2 separate regions of the Arachis hypogaea genome follow, and region 2 is linked to region 1. Evidence: chromatin contacts called from public Hi-C data. All regions are on one chromosome and are shown on one strand. The core of a region is the stretch at or near the end of the contact, and the rest is flanking DNA. Distances in the headings are between cores, read along the strand shown.

Region 1 (6,507 bases), core at 325-2,824:
TCGGATCGGATTGGATATCGGATATATCCGCAAAGTACAAAAATATTTTTAAAAGTTTATTTTTATTAAAAAATATCAATAAAATTTATTTTTTCTATTCTTTTAAATAAATTGATTTTTAAAATAATATTAAACATACTTTTCATAAATAATAAATTTAAAGTAATACAACATATATGATAATTATTAGTTGAAATAAAACATAAAAAGAATATTTACTTATTTATTTCTTTATTTTTGCGGATACGTAGATATGCGGATACCAACACAAAATCCGCAATCCGATCCGATTAGTGTGTGGATCCGATCCGATCCGAAAGCCCTGCAGATCAGATCCATATCCGCAATTTTCGGATTGGATTCGGATAAACACCGCGGATATGCGGATCGGATCCGATCCATGAACACTTGTACCTGTAGCCTGGTCTGTGTTTAGCCTGACCTGTTATAAAATAGGCACGTGCTCAAGTTCTTGTAAAAGCCTGAATATATCAATAGGTTAAGTTCGGACTCACTAATTAGTTTTATTGACCTATCAGGCCTGCTTGAGCCTATTAAAACATAATTAAATATATAAATAATTTTTTTATTATTAACAAAATTATGAGATATTTTAAATTTATTATATTTTATTATAAATACTTTTGTATGTTTTAAATATTTTAAAAGTTTAAAATTTTTTATAAATTTAAATATGACATATTATATATAAATATTTTTATTTAAAAATAATTTTTTTTAAATAATATTTTATTTTTATTAAAAATATTATCAAGCCTTTTAACAAGCTTCAGGTCAGGCTTAGTACTTTAAAAAAGCCTATAGTTACATGACAGATCAGACCTGTTAAGAAAAAAACATGGCTTGGCTGGTCTGGCTGGCTTGTTTTCACTCCTAAGTATTAATAAGGGTGGAAAAAGACCAAATGACTTGTTAGGGACCTGTAGCTTGACACGTGTTTAGTCTGGTCTGGTCTATTATAAAATAGGCACAAGGTCGGATTCTTATAAAAAGCTTAATATATTAATAGATTAGACCCAGATTTACTAATTAGTCTTATTAACTTGTCAGACCTCTTTGGTCCTATTAAAATATAATTAAATATATAAATAATTTTTTTATTATTAATAAAATTATAAGATATTTTAAATTTATTATATTTTATTATAAATATTTAAATATTTAAAAAATTTATAATTATTAAATATGATATATTATATATAAATATTTTTATTAAAATATAATTTTTTAAAATAATATTTTTATTTTTATAAAAAAATTTATTAGACCAGATTGACAAATCAGATTTAATATTTTAAAAAAAATTATAATAGAGTGCAGATCAAATTGAACTATCGAAGCCAATTAACCACATGACAGGATGGTTAAGAACAAAGGCTGGCGGCTGGCCTAGTCTGTACAGAGAATCCCTCTTTCTGGGCCAAATATAGGGCTTGGTCGAGCACTCTAAAGTTCATTCTTTTTTTTTCTTTTTTGCAGTATGGGCCTTTAAGAATATCTACACGACCAAAAGAGGGGAAAAAACACACTGACACACCTACCCGAAGCCCCTAGGAGAAAACCCATTAACATAGTTACATAACTGCCACGCTGTGTCTCTAATCTTCCCATACCCAAAAAAAAGGTCTTCTAAACTTGTAAATTTATTTAAGAATGCACCAAGCTTCATGGGAGTTAATGATTAATTTTATGTTGAGAGAATATAAAATGTTAATAATTTCATTGACATATTCTTTTGGGTCTTAGTACACAACACACCCACAAGTGTGCCACTGAACCAGGCGTCCAACCACAATTTCATTGACCTTAAGAATTGTAGAATTAATTCATGAGGTACCCAAATGATGGCACTTTGGACAACCCACATGGGTTTGGGACCACAATTTTCTTACCCCAATGTGCCAAGCCCGTTAGATTTAACACTACAAGATGCCGCAACTCATAAATACTGTTCAGTGTTCACCATAAACGTTTGATATAAACCCAAAAGGTTGTTACTCATGCTCACATGTGACCTTGACCATACGACCAAAAACATATTCAGTGGCACGTGTAGTCTTCTCGATGACCGGTTAAAAAGATGTTTAGAATATTCCAATTCATAATGTCTAGGTTCTTAAATCCTAGCATTAAACTAAGGTGGCACATGAATCAGATAATATATATAGTACTTATTCACATTTGATCGAAATTTTATGGATATTATCCGATCTACAGAGTTATTGGATCCGATCAAATCTGATCCGCACTATAGTAGGATCGGATTGTGGATTTGACAGTGATATCCGCAGATCCGATTCGCAAATCCACATATCTGCACGTCTCTTATAAATAGCATAGTTTAAGAAAATAAATCATAATGTGATATAAATTTTAGTGTGTTGTTTTATTACATCTTGTTTTTAATTTTTTATGTTGTATTTCAACTTAGAATAATTAAACTTAGATCTTGTATTATTATTTTTTTGTTATTCAAAAAAACTTTTATTGATAATATTTTAAGAGTAAATAGGCTTAAACAGGTGAAAAAATAAATTTTCTGAACATTTTATTGTAAAAACAATCAAACATAATCCTAAAATATTTTTTTTGAATTATACGAATATATCCGATATTTGATCCGATCTGATTCACATGTATGCGGATAAAATCGGATTGAATCCGACCTGAAAAAATACGAATATCATATCCGATCCGATCCGATGAATGCAGTGCAGATCGAATAGAATTATAAGCTATATCCGATTCGATCTGATCCGCGTGCAGCCCTACATTAAACTTCACTATGATGGGGCCTGAAATTGCTGTTACTTTGTTATGGTAATTATTGGTCTATTAATCCTAAACCCACCCTAACAACGATGCTTAAATGTTGGGTAGTACTTTATTAAGTACTTGTTTCACTGTAGTAATTAACGATAATAGTAGCTTAATTTCATTAGTTGCAGCGTTCAATTAAAGGACCTTGCTTGCTTCTCAATATATCCTCCACTATCACATGAACGTAAACATGTGTCCCAAAATTTGAGATATATTTATAATTAATTTTCTAGTATTTAGTGTTTTAATTACTGATTAATCAAATTAATCACGACGTATAGAGCCCGTTTGGAGAACTGAGACGCGTGGTCAACTAATTAATCAGGTCAAACAAGGTACTCACTCATCAGCATGCACTTCCAATTCGTATAAACCATTAAATTAAACAACTCCTCATGCGTTTACTTTGACCACTATTAGTCCTCTCTCTCTCTCTGTTTACTGTATATAATAAATTATGCTAAATAACCAATAATTTTTTTGAATCATATGAATAATTATCAATCAAATTAAAATATATTACATATTTAAATTATCCATTTAAATCTTAATATTAAAATAATTATTTACACACTTAGTAAAATAAACATCTAATATATCTATTATTCACACTGTTTAGTATTTTCATTGTGTACTTATATTTTTTCCTATATAATAACGAGTACGTGAAAAGACTAATCTCTACTCCAATATATAAAGGTGTACGTGGTGCTCACTCACATAATATAGCAGATGGAAAATGTTTTTCAAATTTGAAGAACGAGAGTTAATTAGTAAGCTATTATATGTCATTATCGTCTATGCTTGAGAATAAATTACACGCCCATCAATTTTCGACTCGTTATTGAAGAGCTTTCCACGATGAATTTTCGTGGCCCAATTGTAGTTTAGAGTCACCAGCCACTTCAAAATTTACGTGCTTTATAAAAAAAAATTTGAACGACAAATCACATTCTCAACAAAATATATGTCGAAAGAAATGTTTTAAGGTATAATACTTACGGTTTTCTTTATTATTATTTGATTTTAAATTATTGCTTTGAAAGTTGCATTCTATGCGCGCGTATAAATATAAATAAATGTACATCGATCATGGTAGTCTCATACAAGAGAAGGGTTTGATCAAGTCATCGGTGCGAATAGTTTGAAGGATGTGGAAAAATTCTGCCAAGAAAAATGGCGGAAGCTTGCAACTATTTTCTTATAGGTGTTATTTGTACTTAGCATTTATTATCACATAATTTATGGGCAATGTATTTGCGTCTAAAAAGAATAGATTATGTTAAAAATTAGCTATCAAAATTAATTACTAGTATAAAATATATATTAAAATATAAATACATATTAAAAATAAATTAAATCACACATATATTTATATACACATATATTGGTGATTGATTTTAGTAATTAATTTTAGTGTACAAATAATATTTTTAAAAAAATTATTTTAATAATAAATAGTAAAAGACATTTTAAGTAGGTCAGAAACTAAGTATTTTAGTACTTTTAGTGGTAAATTTTAACTATATAATTTTATGATTAAAATTAATGACTAAAATTATTGATTAATCATTTATCCGAAGAATTTATAAAAACAGATACAAATATTTGTTTTTATCTTCCATACTAAGATATATTATAATGCCAATTCACAAAAATATTATAATAGAAAAAAAAATTGTATAAATTCTATCAATATCTAAATCTTATTCTATTGTCTAGAAAAAAAAGGAAGTTGGTTTCTTGAGTTGTTCTACAGAGATCAACTTTACTTCTGCTATACCTGAATTGTTTTCTAAATTATATTAATCATAAAGTATCCATAAAATAAAATGATGAGTATACAAAACATGCATGTTTCGCTTTCACAGGGACGAATCATGAAAAGGGAAAGGTATATGCAGAAATTATAAAGAGAAAGGACAATAGAAATTAACGAGCCCCTAGAACGAAATTAAGAAGCACGCGCAGCATGAAATTAAATCTATGGGTGAGAATATATAGATAGCTAGCTAGGTTGTTGGATTCTCTTGTGATGGATTCTTCGCGTTTGTCGTGTTAGTCAATGACACTTGCTTAGGTCAAAGCCATTCTTAACGTTTTCAGGTTCAGCCCTGAGTCCTTTTTTTGTCGTTACTATCACATTACTTAATTAATTTCGGAATTTTAATTATGGGTTCTTCTAACCGGACACACAGCTATATGGTCACAAGTGTTCTGATCTGAATTTTTAATTAATATAAAAAGAAAAATATAGTATAGTAGATACTACATGAATAACGAGGGATGTGCTATCTATATATTATTGTACCAATTCCCAACTAACTACAAGAAAAATGATAAAAACGAGCTATCTACAAGTCCTAACTAGCCGGCTAGAATTAGTTTCATAATAAGTAGTTTAGAAACTAATTATGTATATATATGAGATTCTAAATTTAAAATATATTGCTCTAACCCTAAATAAAGAGTTGGATGATGTCTCTAATTAAAACAATTGGAATTTCTTCAATTCCATTCTTTAATTAATTCTCATCTTTATTATTCCCGGCTTGCAAAATAAAACCCTTACATACATTTTTATTTTGATGTTTCTATTTTCAATTTTTTTTCTTTTACAAAATTCTAAAAGTAGAAAATATTAAAAATAAACATGCAAACCAAATGCATCAGTTACATTCTCTCTTCAATCATTCAATGTATGTATATATATCATCAAGACTGACCTTTGATTATTATTAGGCCTGCTGACCCGTTACTTGGTCAGGATGTATTTATACTCATGTGTAGTTAACCTAATATGAATTTGAACCATATAAAATTAAAATATCATATATATAAGAGAAGGGAATGAAAGTTGTGGTGGTTTCTAGTTTCTACTTTCTAGGAAGTTTCAGAAACAAAGATGGTTATCGAACCTCATTTAATTAATTTTGGTGAAGCAAGAAGGAAACAAATGAGGGAACATGATAGTAGTTCAACCTAATATTCTGTTGCCCTCAACAAATTAAATCAAACCACCAGCTGGCTAATTATATATTAAGAATTGACGTACTGACCAGGGTACAGCCAATAAATAAATATAATCCCTATACTTTCTCTTATTAATAAGGATGCTTTTAGAAAACATATGAAGATACAAATAAAGCAAGAGACTAAGACAACATTATGGTATTAGTATGTCGTAGCTTTCGAATTCAATTGATGGTTGCTGATGATTTGCGAATGAAATAATAAAGCAAACTATATATAGGTACGTACTTGTCGTGCGGTCTACTTGTATACCTAATATAAACATCGAAAATAAAGTTGTGTCATCATCTTTCATTGAGTAATTAGAACAAAGTTGTATTCTCAAATGGAAAGATGACCAAGATTTATATTGCAACGTAACATCGTTTTAGTAGTATATTCAATCAATGGCTGTGGAAAATTTCGTACGTACCACTGCACTGAAGGACATTTCGGTATTATGTCACATTTAATTTTGGTCTCCCTTGTCATATATTAGTTCTATATATATTGATATGGATTAGTTAGTCATTGGATCTTATCTTAAATTAAAGGAGACCCAATGGGTGTATATGTGACTATGAGGGTACGTATACCACGCATAATCTATGGTTACTAATAATTAAAGAGGTGAGCTAATAAACAATGGCCAAA
Region 2 (6,661 bases), core at 512-3,011, 39 kb after region 1:
TTGGAAGCCTGGATTACTATATTTTTCGATTATCCTAGTAAATTGGTTTAAGATAAATTAATTTACTATACAAAGTTGCTTTTCTACTAAATCAATTTATGATAGAATGATTTAAGGGGATATACTAAATCAATTTAACTTAAACTGATTTACTAGACTTCTCTAGTAAATCGTTTTAAGTTAGATCGATTTATATAAAGAGAATTTTAAAATGAAAATTAAAATTGGACAATCGATAATATTGACTCTCAATCATTTTAAAAGGGTGATTTACCCTAAAATTAAATTCTAAAAAGATACAAATAATATAAATATTAAATAACTAATTTATTATCTACATATTTTTTTATAAGTATGTTATTTTATGACGATGATGTTGGGATTTGTCAAATTGCAAGTTCTCACCCAAAATAGAATTACATCTCTCTTTTGCCATTTGAGAGATTGTGATCTCATGCAAAAAGGAATTCCAAGTAGCCAAGTCCCTCCAAATTAGAACGCTTACCTTCAATTCAATAATTCTCCCCTAGTTGTCATTTTGCAGACACAAACACGCTAACGGAATCATAATACCTAACACACCTAAGTCTCTTTACGTCTAATGATTGACCAATTTGCTTTTTAAACCCTAAATCCCTAACTTAGTCTCTAATAATAACATTCTTATTAAGATAGATATTGATATCTAGCAAATATAGCATTGCTCTCGTGATCTCTTTACAAAATTTAACATTCTTAATGAAGACATTAATATCTAGCAAAAGCATTGCTCTCGTGATCTCTTATATATAATTGTACAAGATAGAAATCCATATAGCCTCTATTTTCTAATTGATTTTAGAGATGCTCACATATTTTAGTGGATATTTAAAATTTAATTCTGTTAAAAAATTAGAATTAAACAACTAATAATGCGTTATTGATATAGAAGAGTGAGGGTTAGTAGGTACTTAATAAAATTAGACCAAAAATTAGTGATAATTGCTCGGTGTCTAAAAAATAATTTTTAACTTGACAAAAAATAAAAAATTAATAATTAATTTAAAAAATATATAAATAAATATTTTTTAATATTTAAAATTTATTATAAAAAATAAATTAGACAAAAATTAGATACTAAATAATAAGCATCATAGAATTAGTCTTCTACTTTTATCATGCAAAACTTTTTTAAACTTAGAGGAGTTTAATTTTGATTATGTTAATATAGAATATTTTTTATAGGTATCCAATCATATTTATTTTTTTGAGTAACTTTTTTTGTTGTTAATATAAAAGATAATTATTTTTTTAGGTGAAAACTCAGGTGCAGTCAACTTCACGTGAAGTTGATATTGAGAGTTGTTCGATGATTTGACTGATTTTACTAAATTTTCATTTAACGACTTTCAGATATCAACTTCATGTGAAGTCGACTTCACTTGAAAAAATTTTCATTTAACGGCTTTTAGATATCAACTTCACGTGACGTGAAGTCGACTTCACTTGAAAAATTTTCATTTAACGGCTTTTAGATATCAACTTCACGTAAAGTCGACTTTACCTGAATTTTTACCTTTTTTTTATGTAACATTACCTAATTAAGTGTATGTATAAAAAAAATCTACAATAATAGTATATCAAAATTAAATTTAGCTTAAAATGTTAAAATAAAAAAGAAATATGTGTATATCTTATACTTTTTTTTGACCCGGTATGTTAATTTAGAAAAATATGATACAAAATAAAATTTTTGATAAATTAGAAAAAAAGTAATGATTATTAAATCCGTAACTATATTTCATTATTTTAATTTAATTTAAGAGGGAATTAATTCCTGAATTTATCAAACAATTTTGTCTAACTTAAGGAAGAGAAAGTTTTGATCGGTTACATTGATAGTCCATTGTTGCACAGTGGCAATAAGGTAATTATGAGTAGTAACTTTGTTTGTTGCGGTAATTTGGTTAACTTTGTTGCGGTAATTTAACCGGTGTTGAAGGAGACAGTTTTCTCTCTTGGTCCCCTCTGTGTGTTGGTCTTGTTCATCCGGATCCGGAAATAAAAGCCCCTCCCAAATCCCCATTCTTGAAAATCATAAACACAATAAATAATAAAGAATAATGTCATCGCCATTCCCTTCCTGCTTTCGGCCATCCCACACCCGCCGTAATTGTCCTCCATTACCGGCGCCACCAGGCTCCTCCAACCCCAACCTGACCACATACCTGTACCACACCGACACGGGCCTCGTGACTCTAACATGGTCACGCTCTATCTTAGGCCGCTCCCTCCACGTCCAGGTCCACAACCACAACCCCTTCGATTCCCCTTCTTCTTCTTCTTCTTCTTCTCCTTCTTCTTCCTCCTTTCAACTTCACATAAAGCCCTTCATATTCTGGAAGAAGCACGGATCCAAAACCCTCTCTTCCACCACGCGACTCTTCTGGAACCTCTCCAAGGCCAAGTTCTCTTCCTCCTTCTCCCCGGAACCCCACTCCTCCTTCTACCTCGCGCTCGTCGTCCACAACCGCATCGTTCTCCTCCTCGGCGATTCCCCCAAAGACGCCTACTCCAAGTCCAAGGCTCTCCACGCTAACAACCCCCACTCCCTCCTCCTCAAGAAGGAACACGTCTTTGCCGACACCGTTTACTCCACCACCGCCATTTTCGGCGGCAAGACCCGCCGTATTCAAATCGACTGCGGCTCCTCCAGGGATAACGACTCTGCCTCCTCCAAGCTCTCTTTCTCCGTCGACGGCGACAGGGTGCTGCAGATAAAGCGCCTCAAGTGGAAGTTCAGGGGCAATGAGAGAGTTGAAATCGACGGCGTTCCGGTTCAGATCTCGTGGGACGTGTACAACTGGCTCTTCGACAAGGATAGTAACGGCGATGGGCACGCCATTTTCATGTTCAAGTTCGAGGCGGATGAACATGGCGTGGACAGGAACGTCGTGAATCCATGGGCGCAGCAGAACTGGAACTTGGGTTTGAGTGGCTCCTGCGACTGGGCCAAGATGTCGTCTTCTTCCGTCTCGGTGGGTTCCTCCGCCGGGTCATTCGGCGGAAGCTCCTCCGTGTTGGAATGGTCCAGTGTGGAGGAGAACGAGTTGGTAGATCCCGTTGGCTTCTCACTCATTGTTTATGCATGGAAGCGCTGATTCCTCTTCTTACATTGGATTCTACTATTACTACGTTAATTTCTATGCTAACTGCTTAGAATTTTAGGCATTTTAGATTACATTTTTTTTTTCTTTTTTCCTCCTTCCCTTGTTGTTGTCAAACGTCAATGATGCGGCACTAACCCATTTGTTTCGTGGACATAAAGAGATTCCAAGAAATCTACTAGTTTAGGGTATACAGTTTGCTATCGTCAGAATCTATTCCTAGATTCTGTCACTAACACATTCATTTCTCTTTTACAAGATTCAGTGTCACCAGTTTGAGGTTGTTCTATCTGATTCTCTCTCTTTTTGTTTTTATTTTTATTTATATATATATATATATATATGTTTGGGGCTAAGAGAATGAAGTTGATTAAAGCATATTACATACTACGATGGAAGGAGTTCAATGGAAGCTGCATTATTGTTGCGCGCTCTGAAGAAGAAAAGAATTAAGATTGTTGGTGTTCCTTAGGGTTGACGTCTAAAGAGTGGTGCTGGTGTGTATTCTAATCTAAGAATTGGATTTGGATCGGATCCAAGACATGTGAAGGTAGGACCGCATACCACTTGTGTTTTCTTTTTTTTGTTCGGAAATGGCAGCTAACTAACTTTGTAGGCTGTAGCCGTCAACTTGCTTGACCGACCCAGTCCATCAACTAGCTATAAAACAAATATGGGGACCATATAAAAAATATTAAATTTTATAGCAAATGTTAAATATTTTAAGATTTATTAAATTCTATACTTTTCAATTAGATATCAACTATTTGACATCGAACTTTTAGGCAGCCATATAACAAACGCCTTAATAAATTACCTTCAAAGATGATTTTAAAGCCATAAAAAAAAGGGTGCAGCAAGTTTAGCTAAGAATAGTTATTTCCGTTTGGGAAGGTATGAAATAAAAGGGGAAGAGGTGGCTGACAGGAACTGCATAAGAAATGGCAATAGAAGCATTTGTTGATGGTGGTTGCGTACTTGGCTAGCTGTGGGAGTGGACCACACGACATGGAGTTTGTGTTCTGGATGAAGATTCCTCTGCTTAGTGTTGTGACTTGCGAGCACCAAAGCGAAAATAGATGCCTCTCTGTTTGTTAAGCTGCTTAGCTTTTACTGGGTCAAGAAAACTTTTTCTCTATGTATTCATAACATTATTAATTAACCGAGTTTAGTGCTTGGTCATACGATAAAACTACCATGACTGCCAATCTATGTGGACTTCGTTTGTTCTTAATTCTTATCATCATCACAAATATTTCTTCCTAATTGCATTATTAAAGCACATTAGTGTATGTCATAAGAATATTTACAATTATTTAAAACTTTTAAGGAAAAGAAAAATGTAAAACTTTTTAAATAAATTATTTTTTGTATGTGTTGCTCGTTCATAGAAGATTAGAATCAAGTATGAGTTGGTAAATTTTTTACGTTATTACTGTGGTGATGGCAATTGCGGAAAACGGTGTGGTTTTGATGTGGTCGTTGATATTGATATTGATGCCATAGTCAATCTCCTTGTACATATTTCTAATAGATAATGCTATCCCGTAATTAAAAGTGAAAATTATACTTTTATAATAGAAAAATTAATTAAAAATAAAGACATACACATTTTTCTAAAAAAAATTACAATTTTTATTCTTTACCCAATTTCACTTTTTCTTTTTTTTTTTTTGTTTAAAGAAAAATCTGTTTCTGCTATATTCTTTCACTTTTTTGACAGTTTAAAAGTAGGGAAATAAATACAATGTATCAAACATATAAAGCCAAGGTAGGAGCCATTTCATTTGTGGCATATCTCCCAAAACACGCTGCTTTTTGTTGCATTGCAACACTATTTCAGATACAATGACTGCGGAAGATTAATACACCAAGAAACACCCTTGTTTGATAAAATATTAAATTTCAATGAGAATATACGCCGACGATGAAGACCTTTTTTTCAACTGTTTGTGTGGATTTGTCATATGCTTCCTGGAACCCACATAGATATATCTAAAGAAGAAATAAGAAAAAAGGTTTTGTATAATATAAATTAGACTGAATAACATTCAACTCGTACCTTGGCGGGGACTTGGACCCTTTATTACCTGAGTAACAGACAAGAATTTATGACGGTTTTATTGGGGTGTAGAGGTTACAGGTCATTGAGTTGAAAAGGGAGGTTGAGAGAACCCGAAAGCTCAATTAGAAATTACAATAAGGACGATAATAAAACAAGAGGCTCCAACACCACTTATTTCACTACAAAAACCTTGGTTAGCTGTTTAATACAAATAAATAAAGCTTGGTTAGGTGTTATGCTTTTATGCTACGTTGCACCATACTATATAATAGAGCTAGTAAACGATAAACGAAAAATAGAATCCTGCTTACTCTGTTACATTACATAAACAAAACAAGGAAAGGGAAAAGCTTGTGACCCATAGTTCTCTCATGTTTGTAGAATAAGTATAAAAATAAAACACGAATTTGGAACCTCTCATTTAAAGCGTATATCAGAAACACGAAGTAATGGGCTAATGGCACCATTTTGGGATATTAATTTAAATTTGCATATTGTCATTATGTAACCATTTCTTCCGAGAATTTGATGAGTAGCAGCAACTAGCAGGCAAAACCTTTATAATTGAAAACCTACAAAAGATGAATAGAAGCAGGCCCAGATATGGCAGCAACTCTCTGCGCACGATGTGCTTCACTCCTATAAAGATCCTTCATTTCTTTTTTCATGCGTCTTGCTTCTCGCCGCTCCTCCTTCACAGCAGCCTACAAAAATAAACAGGCCAACCATTCCAGTCAAAGTGGTAGTAGACAAATAAGGATCAAACTAGAATATATGTATGTATTGCTCTTAAGCAGCAGCATGTGTAACTCCTCAGTGGCATGAATAAAGAAGGCATTAAAGATTCAAGAAATAGCATAAACCAAAGCTAGTGAAAACAAGTATATGTTAAGACACCTTTCGTTCTTTTTTCTCCTCCTTTGTCTCTAGACCATGTGGCTTTCTCTTATACTCGATTCTTGCAGTGCTCAGCCCTTTAACCCTTTCAGCGGAAGTACTTTTATTACCGGGCAAGAAGTCTAGAGGCAGTTTCTCTTTTCCTCTAAGGGATATTAATTGACTAGAGGAACTCATGGCTGCAGACACAGTTCCAGCCAACTTCTTTTTCCTGGCTACTTCGGGTGCATCTATCTTTCTAGGATGGTTATCTAAAGTCGAATACGTTGAAACAATTGTCTCACAATCCCAAACTTCTGATTCATCGCTACTTTCTTCAAAAAGTACAACATCGTTGTCTCCATCTTCTTCAACTTCGTACACCTCGGCATACTCCTTGCAACGGCGAATCACATCAGCAGCACAATCCTCTTCCTCAACCTTTGGTCCCTCTTTATTCTTCAATATATCAGCTGGAACCTTATACTTGTCATCGTTGTGTTCCAGGTCATCCATCATATCGTTGTTTAGACAGCACTTCAGCTTCTCGGCAAGGGATCCATCTTCTTCAGCC

The links. Hi-C and Micro-C count contacts between places; a contact is called where the count stands out from the background.
Region 2: a Hi-C map of an unstated tissue shows a contact between it and region 1, with 3 times the contacts expected there. The contact joins the promoter of LOC112715958 here to the enhancer-like site in region 1. A contact is called at or near these places in 4 of 8 Hi-C or Micro-C datasets (leaf and an unstated tissue).

Annotation. Positions count from the first base shown.
Region 1 is chr10:93,353,222-93,359,728 of arahy.Tifrunner.gnm2.J5K5, forward strand. No RefSeq gene overlaps it. Among protein-coding and RNA genes, the nearest start is that of LOC112718620, 14 kb to the left of the region's middle. Within about 2 kb of position 1,575, at least 3 of the 3 cell types and tissues checked have open chromatin away from gene starts, as enhancers often do.
Region 2 is chr10:93,391,707-93,398,367 of arahy.Tifrunner.gnm2.J5K5, forward strand. LOC112715958 reads left to right here and starts at 1,762. Exons shown (of 1, transcript XM_025767802.3): 1 at 1,762-3,435. The coding sequence starts at 2,103. The coding sequence ends at 3,140. LOC112715960 reads right to left here. Exons shown (of 5, transcript XM_025767803.3): 4 at 6,109-6,661; 5 at 5,497-5,915. The coding sequence ends at 5,784.